Regions from separate parts of the Mus musculus genome. Here regions 2 and 3 are each linked to region 1. A link is a contact called in public Hi-C and HiChIP or PLAC-seq data. All regions are on one chromosome and are shown on one strand. Each heading gives the region's core, a stretch centred on a gene start, on an enhancer-like site or on the middle of the called end of the contact. The rest is flanking DNA. Distances are from core to core; before and after follow the strand shown.

The links. HiChIP or PLAC-seq counts read pairs in DNA pulled down with a chosen protein or histone mark. Hi-C and Micro-C count contacts between places; a contact is called where the count stands out from the background.
Region 2: a contact with region 1 is called in a Hi-C map of double positive thymocytes, with 4 times the contacts expected there. The contact joins the promoter of Nsun6 here to the enhancer-like site in region 1. A contact is called at or near these places in 7 of 39 promoter capture datasets (the 3T3-L1 cell line, 3T3-L1-derived adipocytes, the C10 cell line and 3 more), 3 of 15 datasets of contacts at CTCF or cohesin (CD8 T cells, large pre-B cells and pro-B cells), 52 of 484 Hi-C or Micro-C datasets (the AML12 cell line, the Ba/F3 cell line, the C10 cell line and 38 more) and 9 of 115 datasets of contacts at active chromatin or transcription factors (T-cell acute lymphoblastic leukemia, bone marrow-derived macrophages, cardiomyocytes and 5 more).
Region 3: a contact with region 1 is called in a RAD21 HiChIP or PLAC-seq map of pro-B cells, with 2.9 times the contacts expected there. The contact joins two enhancer-like sites. A contact is called at or near these places in 1 of 15 datasets of contacts at CTCF or cohesin (pro-B cells) and 3 of 484 Hi-C or Micro-C datasets (the HL-1 cell line, double positive thymocytes and myeloid progenitors).

What each region holds. Positions count from the first base shown.
Region 1 is chr2:14,850,215-14,853,062 of GRCm38.p6, reverse strand. All of the region lies in intron 2 of Cacnb2 (calcium channel, voltage-dependent, beta 2 subunit), which reads right to left. Among named protein-coding and RNA genes, the nearest start is that of Gm13269, 85 kb to the right of the region's middle. Within about 2 kb of position 1,467, at least 24 of the 459 cell types and tissues checked have an H3K27ac peak or open chromatin away from gene starts, as enhancers often do. A contact at or near this core is called in ECoMG myeloid progenitors, the MNK3 cell line, the P5424 cell line and 3 more, where this site is marked.
Region 2 is chr2:15,047,822-15,050,669 of GRCm38.p6, reverse strand. It overlaps Nsun6 (NOL1/NOP2/Sun domain family member 6), which reads left to right and starts at 1,358. Exons shown (of 11, transcript NM_028950.5): 1 at 1,358-1,748. The coding sequence starts at 1,674.
Region 3 is chr2:14,988,218-14,991,065 of GRCm38.p6, reverse strand. Nsun6 (NOL1/NOP2/Sun domain family member 6) reads left to right here. Exons shown (of 11, transcript NM_028950.5): 11 at 1-622. It also overlaps a transcript of Cacnb2 not described here. Among named protein-coding and RNA genes, the nearest start is that of Nsun6, 60 kb to the left of the region's middle. Within about 2 kb of position 1,510, at least 15 of the 459 cell types and tissues checked have an H3K27ac peak or open chromatin away from gene starts, as enhancers often do. A contact at or near this core is called in double positive thymocytes and pro-B cells, where this site is marked.

The DNA of each region.
Region 1 (2,848 bases), core at 218-2,717:
CTAAGTCTTTGGGAGCATGAGTTGTAAGGAAATGGGACTTCTCAGGCTCACTCCCTTCTTTTCCTTCAAAACTGGTCATGAGATAAATGAGTCTCTTTCACAATGTGTTCCTTCTGTGATACATTGTACTGCCACAGTGCCAAAACAATGACTGCAACTTAACTGGGGGTCAGAACAGTCATATACATATACTCCTTTTAGCGGCAGGGCCTCACTATGTAATACTGGCTAGCCGGAAATTCAGTATGTAGACTCACAGAGACTTGCCTGCTTCTGTCTCCTGAGTCCTGGAGGTAAGGGCATGTGCCACTGTGATTGGCTCATTATCTTTTTTAATAAGTTGATTTATCATACATATTTGTTACAGTCACTGAAAGTAGAGAACTATTTACTACAGCCTTCTGGATAACTTCTGCAGCCTTTCCAACCTGAATCACAATATTAGTCCGCATCTCTTGTCACTATACATGGCATTCTGCCTAGACTTAGTCACATCATACCCGGAGATTCATCCACAGGTAGAATAGTGCAGCACTGAGTGAGAAGGAGAGAGGCTAATTTATCTATTTTACATCTAGTTGAGTTCCTTTACACATGTTTTCACAATTTCCACGCAACTTTGATCTTGTCTGTATATCTTTACTTTTTTTTTTTTTGTAACTGTGGATGCTCTCAGGAACCAACCTCAGGATCATTTTGGAAAGACAGTAGTACAAGTCTAGGCCAAAGACACATAGACTTCAGAACAGATCTACTCAAAAAATAATCCTTTCCAAGTAAATGTTATGTTAGTGGATATAACCACCATATTACCCTGTTCTCTGAACAAAACCCAACCAAACCAAAACTCCATGGGGTTAAAAGTCTGAGTTAAATATACTAATATCAAAGACATGAGAGAGGAAGTTGAACAATAAGAATGGCGTTATGAAAAAAGCAGCATGCAGTAACAGAACTGGGATTTAATAAATAGTCAAATGATTCAGGTTTTGGTTCTGCTTCTACAACTATGTAGTCTTGAGCTCACACTCAACATTCCCTAAATCTTATAGTGCTTGTATGCAATCTTTCATAAGAATATCATTTTGAATACTTAATGTGTACAAACACTAATATATAAAACTCATCATAACATTCAGCAAATAGCAGTTGATATTACCAATGTTATCAGCATCAACGAACACCTGTTCTCTCACAGCAGGCTAAGGCCTTACCATCAGGATCACCATTAACACCCTTCACAGCAAGCCAGAATCTTGAATTAGTTGCTTTTCTATTGCTCTGACAAAATATTCCCTACAAAAGCAGCTTAAGGAAGAGTGGTGGTTTATTTTGGCTTAAAGGTCTAGAGGGACACTATGCTCCATGGCAGAGAAGACACTGTAGCAGGCAGAGAAGATATGGTTGCAGAAACAGGAAGCTAGCTGGTCCCACTCTATCCATACTCAGGAAGCAGAAAGTGAAGAGGAAGTGAGGTCAGGCTATAGAGCCTCAAGGCCCACTCCCAGTGACCTACTTCCTTCAGGGAGGGTACATTTCCTTAAGATTTCTCAGCCTTCCAAACAGTGCCACCTGCTGGGAACCATATATTCAAAACTGTGAGCTGCGAATGGTATTTCACATTCAACTACAATGGATCTGTTAAGGAAAGCCACCTTGCTTACCCTTGTTTGAGACAAACAAGAGTTGACATGAAGATGCATGAATTGTTGCTATACTGACATGGTAACACATTTGCTCAGCAAAGTATACGTTCTTGGCTACAATTCTCAACACTGTAAAATAATAGCAACAACAACTAGACATACAGATGAACATCCTCCATATACAAGTCAGCCCAAGAACAAGGCAGGAGAAAGCACGAGGGGTTCATAATAAGCATTCAATAACTGCCTACTGAATGGAAAAATGAAATTGAAAAGGGCAGATGATCTTCCAAAAGAGGATGTCTTGACTTTGCATTTGTAATTTTCCATTCCACTGGATACAATGTGTCCTTTTGGATATGTCCCTTTGATACTATTAACATTGAGAGTCCTCAAGGACAGCTGTACAGATGTTCAGCTAATGACATCATTCTCTGGCTTCTGAGAAAAAGATGGCAACAGCAGGGAGGGTAAAGACCCTGCTGGTGAGCTCCTTTCTCTGGTGATCATACTACTAGAAAGACAGTTTTCTAGGTAGCACCAAGGGGCTAGGAAACTTTGAACTGTCATTTGACCAAATTAAAGTGGCATTGGTATAGTGTCCACTTAATGAAATGCCTGTCTGGTTCACTATGGGAGAAGATGAATACAGGTTCTAAGTCTACTGAAAGTCTGCCTAAGAGACATCCCTACTGGGTGTGGTGTTCAGTCAACAAAAAGCCAACACCACTGCAATGTCAGATGCTCAGAAAATGTATGCATCTTAAAATGGTGGTTGTGATAGTAGTCAACAGGTAACAGGTTCCATGTGCAAGACTACTCGTGTAGATAACTTATGTGCTTATTAACTTCCTCTTCACAAAGGATTGCACGTTTCATAGTGGCCTGTTTTCTGTATTGAACATACACACACAGACACACACACACAGTATCACTTTTTAGAAATGCCTCTGCTGGCTTAGTGCTATCCTTTAACACAACATGACAAGGAAATACACAAGATCGTTATTTCAAATGTAGCATTTAGAAACACCCTTTCTGTGACAGCTACCATGCCATGGAAGAATAGCAGCCATGGCTGTATGGTAAGCCCATGGTTGTTGGACTCAACAATGGTCACGAGACATAGAAGAAAGCCCAGACATAGCAGTACTCAGGTGTCTCACCAAACCCACCAAATTCAAGAGGTACACAGCTCCACT
Region 2 (2,848 bases), core at 109-2,608, 200 kb before region 1:
TAACCTTTCCCAGAGTTTGATTCACCTGTGCCCCCTTGGCTGCTTTTATATTGGGTAGCTCTATGAAACTAGTTTTATGTTAACTGCTGTAGATTCATATCACAGCCATATAAAATAGTGTGGTGGTTCCTGGAGGGGAGGCTGCCTGTCCTGCTGTAAGCAAGCCTAGCAAACTAATGTATTTCTTCAATTTGGACTTGTCAAGTTTTTCTTCAGCCACATCACTCTTATTTGGGGGTGAATAGATGTTTATGTCCTGTCAGGCATGTCATGCAACACTTAACACCTGTGTCCCAGACACATTCTGTTAGTTTCAGGTGATGAAGTCAGGAAGGAATCCCATGCATTGACCACAGATACATGATCTTGTGGAAAAACTGGGTACTTGTTTTAGAAACTGGCTTACTGGTCTATAGCCTATTTTCTTTTTCTGAGATTGTGGAAAGTTATTACAACTCTTGGAACTTTCTTTTACTCCTTGAAAACTGCTTATAACCACTGTGCTGAGCTGTGGCAGTGTCTTTGTCATGGAATTTTCACCTAGTAAAGACTTGGTGTGTCAGTTATATATATTTTAAAGCCAGTGTGAAAACTTAAAAGATTAAACACACACCAAGCAAAAACCCTCCTCTATAGTTACCTATGAAATATGGCTCAGAACAACAAAAAGCACAAAACAAACAAACCAAAACAAGCAAACCCTAACCCAGTGGCATTGGAGACAAAAGTATTCATCATGTTCAAGCATAAAACATCCCACTGACTTTGGTTAGTTATTTTTAAACTCTTGTCACCTCATTACCATCAGGGAATTCACATCAAGACTCTTGTTCTCTAAAGCACGTTAACTAGAAGCTTCATGGCTAGTTGTAAACACTATTAGGGGATTTTAAGTTGTACCTGAGTACCCACGGGTATTAGCACATTCAAAAAATATGGGTACTAGGGTAGGAGATATGGCTCAATAGTTAAGAGCACTTGTACCTGCATAGTGCCCAGGTTCCATTGTTAGCTCCCATATGTTGGCTTACAACCTTCAGATCCTGGGTTTGATCAAAGAGGCAAGCACATGCACTCAGGCAAAACATTCATACTCTTGACATAAATAAGTCTTTAAAAAAGAAAAAAAAGTGTCCGAGGGAAGCCTCCACCGCTACTTGTACTGGGACAATAAATGGAAATCTCCCTTATTTCAGGTTAGTGAGGTATCCAGTTCAACCCAGCATTCAAGAGTCCCAGGATGTACCCGGCACAGTCCTTCCTAGAAAAAGCTCCACCCTCAGGGGAGGTGATTGGCAGATGCAGGTTGGGCACGAACAGAAGGCTGGGCATCGAGTGCCGGAAGTGACGAACCCAGGAAGCGACTTTCTGTTCCGAAGCTGGGGGCGCGGTTTTGGAAAATAGCATGTCAGAGTGGATCTAGGCGCTGTCTGTTTTCCGATCTGCGTTTAGGTACACTTTTTGTCACCAAGCCCTATTTGGCGCAGTGTCGCAGTTCGGAGCTGTCTCACAGCATCCCAGAGAACGACAAACCTTGGGCCCTGCTCATTCCAGAACTCAGCACTGAAAGGCATTCTTGTGCTCGTCCATTGGCTGGCAACGCTGAAATTCGGAAATAAAGACTGCTTCCCAACATTTTCTTGGACAACTTAAAACAGAAAAAAATCAAAAGAATGTATGTATTTCCAAAGATATCTTTGAGACCTGAAGTTGAAAACTATCTCAAAGAGAGCTTTTTGAACGAGGAGGTAGGTCACGTACATAGATGTTTGCCAAAATTCTGATACAACTTCAGCAGAAAGAAGGGGAATATGTGGTTAGTTTTTGCCACTACTTTATTGGAATCTTTAAAAACAATGTGGTTTTTTTGTCACCATTGATGCTTACTGAGATGGAGATAAATATATGCTCACGTTTAGATGTAAGACAAAAGAAAGTGTTACGTGTCTGTCAGCCCTTAGTACTGAAGGGGTAGCAGAATCAACCAGAGAAGTTCCCTGGCCACACAACTCAAGACTTCCACAGTAGATGCACTTGTTCTGTTAAAGTACAGGCTCTTGTACTTACTCAGGTGATCAGGGCACTTTGAGTGCCTCATTAAATGCCACCAGGTGTTTGATTGGAAATGGTTACAATTTAGTCTAATAAATCATGGTAGAGTGATTTGGTTTCATTGTTAAGAACACCAGAGTCTAAGCAGTCCTCTTACTCATCCAAACTGACATAATTGTCAAGCAACTAAAGTTCAGATATAATGATTAAAAAGTCAGTTTTAGAAGCTATCTATCAATCCATCCATCCATCTATCTGTCCTTCTTTCATCTATCTATTGAAACAGGGTTAGAGAGTCAGGTGGATTTCTGAGTTTGAGGCCAGCCTGGTCTACAAAGTGAGTTCCAGGACAGTCAGGGATACACAGAGAAACCCTGTCTCAAAAAAAAAGAAAAAAAAGAAAAGAAAAGAAACAGGGGGGTTTCTCCACATAGTAGTGGCTATACTGGAACTCATAAGGTAGACCGGATTGGTCTTGAGTTTACTGTGATCCACCTGCCTCTGCCTCTGCCTCCTGAGTGCTAGAATTACAAGCTTGTAATCCACTGAACCTTACTGGAAAATGTTCATTTTGCATGAGTTACCTTGAATTAATTCTTACTAATAAAGCTTAAAGCTTAATTTATTCTATGAAAATTGAATGGGTTATAAGTACTTTCGAAGGTTGTCTTGGGGCATCAACCTTAAGTGAAAATCACTACATTGGTTTGGCAGGCATGTCTTAAAAAGAGTGTTAGTTACTTGTTACTGGCCACACTTAGCACAGAAATTCCCAGTGAATATTGATTGCCTTCTA
Region 3 (2,848 bases), core at 261-2,760, 140 kb before region 1:
CAATAAAAAAGGGAGAGATGCACACCACCTCCAGTAGGATCTGTGTGACAAGTTCCACAGACTGAGGCGATCGACCTCAAAAGGGGGAGGCCTCCTGGAACTGGTTGTGGAACTCTTCGCTGGAGAAAAAATTTGAGCTGTAGTTCTCATGGCAATCTATCTGTTTTGTTTTCTCTTATCCTTTTTCTTATTTACATGTTCCTAGTAGCCTAGGCCAAGATCTTAAGCGAGAACAATGGGTAAAAAAACATCCCTAGAGATGGGGCCACTAACATGACCTTATCCCCAGGGAAACCAACGCTTTACTTTCTAAATCATTTACAAAACTATTATGATAAAAACTTTCCCAACACTAAAATTTCATATGGCTACATGTGTCATCAGAGGTGGATTTTGGTATTTGGTAACGAAAGCCTTAATTAGAAAGAATTAAAATAGTTTAAATTTATATATTGAAGATTATAAAAATTCAAGCCCTAGATGTTAAATAATAATTGACCATGGGGCTGGAAAGTTAGTTCAGCTGTTAAGAGCACTGACCATTAAAGATTTATTAACCTGCTCCTGGAAATATGCCACTAGCCTTGGACAACAGCCCCCACTGAATTCATCCCTTCAGAATTGTTACATTTTGATGATTTATAATGATGTTACCTGTTCTGTTTGTGATTCACTGAATACATAGTTTCAGAGTTGTAATGCTTGGATGATTTTTGTGCTTTACTGTGCCAAATGATTTTTGTTGATATCTGTGATTGTTTCATTGGATATAGTTTCTAAGAGATGTAATGTTTGGTTTTTTAATGTATAAAATCCCCTGCTTGAGAGCTGCAGAATACACTCAGATTCAAACTGGCTCTGTATTTGTTTCCGTTTGTCACTGCCAAATCCTTACCCACCTAGCTTCAAGGACCCTCATTCCAGGGACCCCCATACCTGATTGGGGTGGTCCGTGGCAGGTTTCCTGTAGGAAGGTCTCTCAATGACTTACTGTATCCACCCTGACTGCATCAGCTCTTGGATCAGGTAAAGCCTTTGGGTGGTTTCTTCCTGGAGAAAATCTCTTTTGAACAGCCTTGAGCTCTCTACATCCAAGTGCCTGGACCCATATCTTTCAGCAAATTGTGACTTCAGTTTACTGTGTTATCCTGAGCCCACTCCTACACCTGGGAAATGTACCAGGACAGATAAACAAGGTGTTTTTCTCTCTCTCTTATCACTGCTTCAGAGTAGACAGTCAGTGGGCATTTTGGAATATGAAAAATTATCTTGAATTTCCTAAGATTCAAGTAAATAAGCAAGCCTTTTTTATCTTCATTCTGCCTGTGTCCAGGAGATGCCGTTTTGATTAGAGAGAAACACCATCTCCCAGTGGCACTTCTGTTTCTGGACTCCAGGCAGCCCTCCTGTTTTTAAAATGTATTTTAAGCAACTCCATAACCACTATTTCCTTTCTTGCTCTCTGCACATCTGTATGTGCTAAGCTAGGGTGAGAGTGGGAGCAAAACAGCTGAGCAGCACACCTGCACGGTGTCACACTTTCCCATTGTAGGAAATACCAGAGTGCACACAGCTTGCAAGAGAGAACTCTGCATGTGTTCCGAACAGCAAGGACAGAAGACTCTTAACATTATTCCTGTTAATATGAGCCATTTTCAGTGGATTTCGTCCTCTCAAATTTGAAAGCAAACCACATATTCTTCAAGGACACAAAAATGAAAAAAAAAAAAAAAACAGGGACATGTGGAAGGCTATTAACATATCTTTTTATCACACTTAGTTTTAATATAAATTATTTCTATGAAAACAGAAAAAAAGCATTTATTTGGTGATAAATGCATTTTAATTAAAACCCTATGTTAGATTTTAGTTTATATAGCAAAGTGAGGCAAAGCACTTAGTAAGACTCAGGGTCAGCAATCTGAAACTTATGGGATAAGACCAGAGCGCACGGAGGAATGGTGCCATGTCCCCAGCAGACGGGGAAGCTGTTGGTCTTCATAAAAGTAAAATAAACTATGAATCTGAATTGCCCTACAGTATGAACTAAGGTAGGGAAAAAGAAAAACCCTCTGGTTTACATTTTAAAAATCTTACCTACCTTGGTTTTTTGTTGTTTTGTTTTACTTAGACATAGAAGGAAGATTACCAAAAGCATACCCGGTTATTGGCGTTGGCCAGACGAATATGTTCTACATGTTAAGTGTCGAATGTAGTATACTCGTCCCTAAGATGGCAATTAATACCAGTGGTAAACAGTGCAGAAGCCAGCTCTTTATTTGTTTCCATGAATTACTTTAAACCAAGTTCATCAAACAGTTCAGTGTCGTGACAGTGAGTGTCGAACAGGGAGGCAGAGCAGACATGTTCAAATGTGGTATTGTCTGTGGTACAGGATGACTGAAGACAACCTACTTTTAGCAGCACCTTTTTTTGGTAACAGTAAGTGAGCAGTTTAGAAAGCACAGGGAAAACTGAAGTGGCTGACACAGAAGTATAACACTATTAACTACATCCCCAGCATTTCCTGGCTTGACTACAGAAAAAAAAAAATCAGGATTCTACCACGGAGTTGGTTAAGATTAAACTTTTGCTGTGTAAAGAGCAGTGTTACATCCTAGTAGTCAGTTGAGAGGTCAAGCACACACTGCTGATGGAGCCCCAGTGTGTGCTTTCACACAGAGGTGCCCTGTATAAGACCCTTCAGCAGAGTGGAGGGATGCAGTGATGTGCACACACATGCGCACAGTAAGCAGATGGATGGACAACATTAGAACTAGTTTATGAAAGGGATGCATGGTTACTGCAGGTATGAGAAACACCATCATGAGGCTGAATGTCTCAGCCA